2 separate regions of the Cyprinus carpio genome follow, and region 2 is linked to region 1. The links are chromatin contacts, called in public Hi-C maps. All regions are on one chromosome and are shown on one strand. Each heading gives the region's core, a stretch centred on a gene start, on an enhancer-like site or on the middle of the called end of the contact. The rest is flanking DNA. Distances are from core to core; before and after follow the strand shown. Region 1 holds the start of LOC109055405 (ADP-ribosylation factor 3). Region 2 holds the start of LOC109046348 (receptor tyrosine-protein kinase erbB-3-like).

Region 1 (3,521 bases), core at 764-3,263:
TCAACATTGATAATCATAAAAAATGTTTCATGAAATCAGCATATTAAAAGGATTTTTCAAGAATCATGTGACACTGAAAACTGAAGCTTTGTTATCACTAGAATAAATTACATTTAAAAATGATTTCAATAGAAAACAATTATTTCAAATTGAAATATTACTGTTTTTTTTATTTACTGTTCAATCAAATAAGAATGAGAGACTTGATTCCAAAAAGGTACAAATGCTGTCATTTTTGAAAAGGTACTTTTTGTTCCTTTTAGGTGTTAATATTTACTTTTTATAGATACTAATACATACCGTTATGGTACAAATATGCATGCTTTAGATACAAATATGCACCCTCATATTGAACAAATGATCTACATAAAGTGTGCGGTCAAGTGCGAATTTAACATGTAAATGATGAACATTCTTTCACCCGCTGGTTATCAAAGACGCATTTGGAAGTTGCAAGCAGACTGAATGAACATGATGCTTTTGGATGCATATACATTTCTGATCTTCACTAGACTGCTTTATGTGTACAAGCTTCATACTGAACTGAAGAAACTATGATCCTGCCATGTCTTCAGGCCATCCAGCAATCTGTTCATCCCTCTCATATAAACCCCCACTAGTCATCCCTGAACATTCCCAGATGGAGTAATCCGAGATGTAGAACACATTCCCCGGTAACCGACTTGTCCTAATTCACGAACTGTCAGTATATAAAGCTTCGATTTAAAATCAAACGTGTTTAAGGGAGCCTGAGGTTAGTCACACAGTGGCTTTATCAAAGGAACTGTAAGGCTTTGAGTCAAATGTCCAAATACACAAATCTATATTATCTCTAGCAGTGTGTCCATATTGTGACTGGGTTATGTTGATTTGTATCTTTCTATTTTCCTAGCCACAGTGGAAATGTTAAATAGATTCTGTTTCGTAAACCATGCCTTGAAAAAAGCTGACTTTTAAAGTAGTAATAATGACAGAAGTGTGACAACTAGCCTTGGCCTCCCCTTTAAAATCAAGACAGAAGGTAACAATATTAAAGCTGCATAACCAGCATGAAAGTATACTTAATGCACATGTAAATGTGTCTACTAAGACAGTAATACGAGAAGGTGTTTGTGAGGAATAATAATCTGATCATGATGCTGCGGGGGTCTGACTCCGGCTGAGCTGTCCATGGTGCTGACGCCCGACCCACCTCCAGAAAACCCCTTCCACACGAAACACATCACGAATATAATTTCCAACTATTTTTTTGTAACAGACTTCGTCGTTTATTAAAGGCATCCTCGTTATTAAATGATTCTCCTCAAACCCCTGCAACAGACCCCAACAATGTAGTCACGAGACATCGAAATACAACTGCGCTATCACATGATATCTAATACGATGGTCTTTAAAAACATTAATATGGCGCTAAATTAATCATTTAGATTACTGCTGGAGCTCATAAAGGCCTACGACCCTTTGACAATGTCGGCGCAGGATACAAAGATCGGAGCTTCTCCGTGAAGAGAGGCGTTTGGCACGAAGCAGATGGATGAAATTGTTCTTATGCAATATCACTACAATTCATGCAAAAGCAAACCAGAATCAATTCAAACCCGAGCGCAATACGAGCCGTCATAATATCTGAAGAGGCGTAAGACAGCAAGCACATCATCTGTAATACAGATCTTCATTCATTTGGAGAGATAGAGAGACGGTGCGTGCCTCGCGGAAGGCCTGCTCCTTTCTGTTTCCAGCAGCAATATAAGACGCGCTGTCATGTTTCACCAAACGTACAGACAACATTTCAAACCGTCGGAACCACTTCCAAAAGCTTCATTTTAAAGCAAACACAATAACTGAAGTATCTGCATTACCTTGCGAGCTGATACCAGCCGATTTTGGACACGGAGAGACAGAGAGGAAATCTCACGAGAGTTTACGCCGACAGCACAGGCTTGGATGGGGATTTCTCGCGATGTTTGGTTTTCGCATCTCGAGACTGCCTCCAGTCAGGTCAGGTAGCATAGCCAAACAAATGACATGTCAAGGAAATGCTTGAGGTGTCACAACACAACAGTCCTTCACTACAACATTCCCTGGAAATTCTTAGCAAATATCTAGCATTTTCGTATTGAAGCAGAAAATGTGTAGGCCTGCATTCATTTTTGACCCATTTGGGGCTATTTGAGGGAAACAAAAGGGAAAATAAAAAGACATTGTGAGTCTTGAAATGAAACAATAAATAAACTGTTAAACTGATGCTTAATATGAAATAGTTTATGGCGGTCTACTTCAGACTTGTTAATGTTAAACTATACTAAAACTAAAACCATTACAAAATATAATTTCTTATAATTAAATAAACAATTACTGAAATATTTTTTTTAATGTTTTATTTCAGCTAGTTGCCAAGGCAAGGCATTTCTCATTTTCATTTAGTTTAAGCTAAAGCACTAAAATGACTAAAACAAAATAAATTAAAACTTAATATGAACTATAGCCTACATAAATATATTTCAAATAAAGCTAAATAATAATAATAAAAAAAAAACTAAATACACAATATTACACACAAAAAAACACTTAACCTTAAATTACAATGAAAACAGAAAATTAAAAAGTCTAATTCAAAATATTAACAAAAACTATAATAGTAGGGATACTAAAATAACATTAACTAATGATAATAAAATAACAGTAATAAAAAGTGATAATAAAATAACATAACTTGCAAAGATAACATGATAACTCAAGGATAACGTAAAGGGATAGTTCTCCCAAAAATGAAAATCCTGTTGCATTGCTGTCTACAGAGGGTCAGATTTTACCAAAAATATCTTTTAATTTGTGTTGTGAAGATGAACGAAGGTTTTGGAACGTCATGAGGGTGAGTGATTAATGACAGAATTTTCATTTCTGGGTGAACTAACCCTTTAAAAATATAAAGATAAGATGTGAACTCAAAGAAAATAATTATACTTATAGGCTAGAGGTTAGGCAATGTCTTTATAGCTTATTTATGGTGCAGAAACATTATATAGACTATAGATTAAAATTTATATAATTCACATTTATCTATGTTTTTATTAAAGTTTATTGTAAAGAAAATAATCTTAAAGCTGTAGTGCGTACTTTTCGGATCTTAAAATACTTCATGCTCGTTGCTCATTGGTTCGACGTGGCGGGGGCGGGGCTATCTGTTTATACGAGCAATGGAAGACGGGGGAGTTTTCAAGAAACTTGTTTGACATCAACTATTATTTTTTTTAGTTCCGGTTACTGACGCTTGTTTTGCAGAAATCACACACTTTGCCTTTAAACAAATCGAGAAAAAAATGATGCAGTAGTGCTTTTCTCAAGCGCAGAACACCACGCGCCTCCAGCGGGGCGGATCTCTAACAGCAGCAGCCATGTGGAGAGACTTCTGGGATGCTGGCGGATTATAAGGCGGGGATTCCAGTGACCCAGGTATTGGTCCAGTGCTCGAGGGTCGTCTAAAAGCCTGCCGTTATCTCTTCACTATAATAACACATCAG
Region 2 (3,521 bases), core at 627-3,126, 280 kb before region 1:
AAATAACACATAGGTATCCTAATTCTTATACACGCAATGACTATCCATCATTACATTTTTATATTTATGTAGCCTACACAATAATATTCTTTTACACTGTAGCTAATCCTTTTGTTTTTAATATTTGGCATGTTTGTGTGATGCATCCCTGTGTGTAATAAGCAAAGTCAACGCGCACTGTGGACTCGCCCAGAGGCGCATTTTCTACCAACGCGCTCTTTAAATAACAAAAGAAATATTGCGCCATTGACTTTAGACTTTAGACCAGGTTTGAGTTGGTCTATGGCGCAGTCTATTTTCAGCTCCTTAAAATAGCAATGCGCCAGGACACACCTCTTTTTTAGACCAGCACGCCCATGGGCACACAAATGGGCACAAATGCATTTGCTAATTAAACGACGTGGCGCTGGACGGGAAAATGCGAACGGCGCCGGACTGAAACTAGCAAACACACTTGCGCTGCGCCTTGCGTCGCATTGCGCCGGGTGTATGATAGGGCCCTAAATGTCCACTGTTCACTCAAATGATCCTTTGACGTAAACCAAGAGTCTGGCAGTGCTCAGAACTGAGTATTTCCATAAATGAAGGTACAATGAATGTGGAGGCGACAGCAGAAACAGAGAGGCTACACACACACTGTAGTTGTGAATCTATTCAGCTCTCCTGGAGGAGCAGACTTTAGTATGTGTGTGGGAGCCTTTAACACACACTGTACTACACATACTGACGTCTTTAAACTCCACTCAGAACACTTCATAACAATGCCAAAAGGTCGACAACTCCCGTTATCTTCACGGGGCATTTGACATATATCTTTTTCTATGACTTGAGTGCAATGGTCAACTGAAAACTATGCATTCACATGTTGCATACTAAAATAAGACATGTATGGACTGTATTCATTTCTAACAAACATGGTTAGAACAGGTGTTCTATTATAAAAATATGCTATGTTTCTGGTTTCAGTATATGTACCGAAGCAGCTCATTGTAAAATAACATGACAATGACATCATGGAAAATTTTATTTTTAATTGTATAAACCCTTCAATTGACATTCGAAGAAAAGAGTACGGATCAGAAAGGACTACTTCAGATTTTACAAGATAAGATCAATTATACATTTTTTAAATTAATATTTACTGTATATTTAATGTTCATTTAGATGCAATCCCCCTCACTGTTTTAGTTATTTACAACATAAATACAAAGTTCTACCATGAAACTCTAACTCATCTGATAGAGTCACATCATTACTAAAGTCGTTTTAATTGCATGTGCAGCCATAGATAGACTGGGAGTAAAAAATGGCCCTGGATTTTCCTCCCAAATAGGCCCACCACAATTACAAACAGCCGCTACTATCTTACAGTATTACATCAATCAATGTATTGCATTTGTCAAATAACAACACAAAACCCATGATCCTGCTGAAAAAAAAAACAATAGAAACCATTACAGAAATTCTAATGGTTTCCACTACAAATGCCATTACAAACATTACAAACCATCAACTTTTAATCAGTAAAACCATTAAATAATGGTTTCCTGTAGTGTTTTTTGGGACATGTTCCATTAGGATTCAGTGGTTTTAACAAAAATAATATTTAACAACCTGAAATCTACATAAAAAATTCTGTGTAGACGAAACCAAAAAACTAGACAACTAGACAATATTCTAGCGAACATCAAAGAGATTCAGATTTAAAAACAGATTTACCTTCATGTTTACCTTCCTCCGTCTGAGCGCGCGCAGGTGAACGGAGCACGAGACACAGCGCGAGCATCTGCAGCAGAGCGGGATTCATATTCATCATCATCAGAATATTCCCAGTGTGAGGTCAGTCCGTCAGTCTGAGCAGTCAGTTAAATATGGCCAAAGAAGCGCGGAAGAGATGATTCTCCCTTCACTTCACTTCTGCTTGCCCAAGTTTGACAGAAATTTGACAGACGTCTCTCTCTCTCTCTCTCTCTCTCTCTCTCTCTCTCTCTCTCTCTCTCTCTCTCTCCTTTATAATCCGAAATGTACCAAATATTACATTAAGTGAAGAGCAAACGAAAAAATATCAGGTAGTCCATTTCCGTTTGTTGCGGAAAAGTTTATAGACTTAGGCTGTTAATCCTTCGGTATAGGCTACGTCAGTTCAAATCTAACACTTTGATTTAAACAAAAATTTTAATATGCCTACAATCAATAGTTTGAGTTAAAAAAAAGAGAGAAAAGGCTCGAGCGAGCAGGAACGCTGTCTCGTATGGCAAGCCGTTTTAACATTTAAATTTTTTTTTTGACTATCCATAAATATAATTTCGGATCGTCACAATTGTAATTCCATATATCTATATTGGAATTATGACTCGTCATCATAGGAATTAAGATATCTACAATGTGATTATGACTAGTCATAATATGCATTGAAGACATCTACAATGTCATTTTGACTAGTCATAATACACATTCCAGATATCTACAATGCTATTACGACTAGTCATAATCTTCCATTGACTTCCATTGAAAAATATTTTTGGATATCTTCAACTGAGTTTTGACTAGTCGTAATTCTAATTCAAGATATCTTTAAATATGATTTGCCTAGTCAAAATTCTAATTAGAGATATCTCAAATTACAGTTTGACTAGTGATAATTCAATTAGAGATATCTTCAAATGAGTTTTGACTAGTCGTAATCCCAATTCAAGATATCTTTAAATATGATTTGACTAGTCAAAATACAATTTAATATATCTTTAATTCCAAATTTTTAAAGATATCCAAAATACATTTGTAGATATCTGCAATCCATTTATGACTAGTCAAATTACAGTTGTAGATATTTGGAATTTTGATTAGGCAAATCATATTTAAAGATATCTTGAATTGGAATTATGATTATTCAAAACCCACTTAAAGATATCTGCAATTTAATTATGGATATCCCAATCAGATTTTTGACTAGGAAGAACTATATTTAGAGATATCTGCATTTAGCTTTGTGACTAGGCATAATTGCAATGTAGATATCTGGAATTAACAATTTGACTAGTCAAAATACGTTTATAGATATCTACAATGTGCATGCAAATAGACCTTTGTTGAGCCCCACCTTAAACATTTTATTTAATCAATCCTGGTTTGGAAACTGTTTTCATTCACAATTTTTTCTAAGAGTTGTATAATAAAGATCCTGCATCTTTGGGTGATTTTAATCTGTGTTCTACAGACGTAATTCAAAAGTATGGAAATAATAATGTAGCTGGAACATGTGTTCCTGTGGCTCAGTGGTAGAGCATTGTGTTAGAAGCGCAAAAGGTTGTGGGTTCGATTCCCAGGAAACTCAAGTTAGATAAAAAAAAAATGTTAGCCTGAATGCACTGTAAGTCGCTTTGGATAGAAGTGTCTCATAAATGTAAAAGTGGTAGGCTGTACAGAGAGGACTTAAATAGGCTTTTGTCCTGTTTATATCGTAATGTTGAGATGTGTGTGCTGTGGATTAAATTTTGTTAGCCTTTATTTACAAACGGACA

What was found. Hi-C and Micro-C count contacts between places; a contact is called where the count stands out from the background.
Region 2: a contact with region 1 is called in a Hi-C map of skeletal muscle, with 5 times the contacts expected there. The contact joins the promoter of LOC109046348 here to the promoter of LOC109055405 in region 1. A contact is called at or near these places in 3 of 8 Hi-C or Micro-C datasets (red blood cells and skeletal muscle).

What each region holds. Positions count from the first base shown.
Region 1 is chrB6:6,038,497-6,042,017 of ASM1834038v1, reverse strand. LOC109055405 (ADP-ribosylation factor 3) reads right to left here and starts at 2,013. Exons shown (of 5, transcript XM_042725437.1): 1 at 1,860-2,013. fkbp11 (peptidyl-prolyl cis-trans isomerase FKBP11) reads left to right here and starts at 3,350. Exons shown (of 6, transcript XM_019072625.2): 1 at 3,350-3,521.
Region 2 is chrB6:6,320,702-6,324,222 of ASM1834038v1, reverse strand. LOC109046348 (receptor tyrosine-protein kinase erbB-3-like) reads right to left here and starts at 1,876. Exons shown (of 29, transcript XM_042725439.1): 1 at 1,720-1,876. The coding sequence starts at 1,819.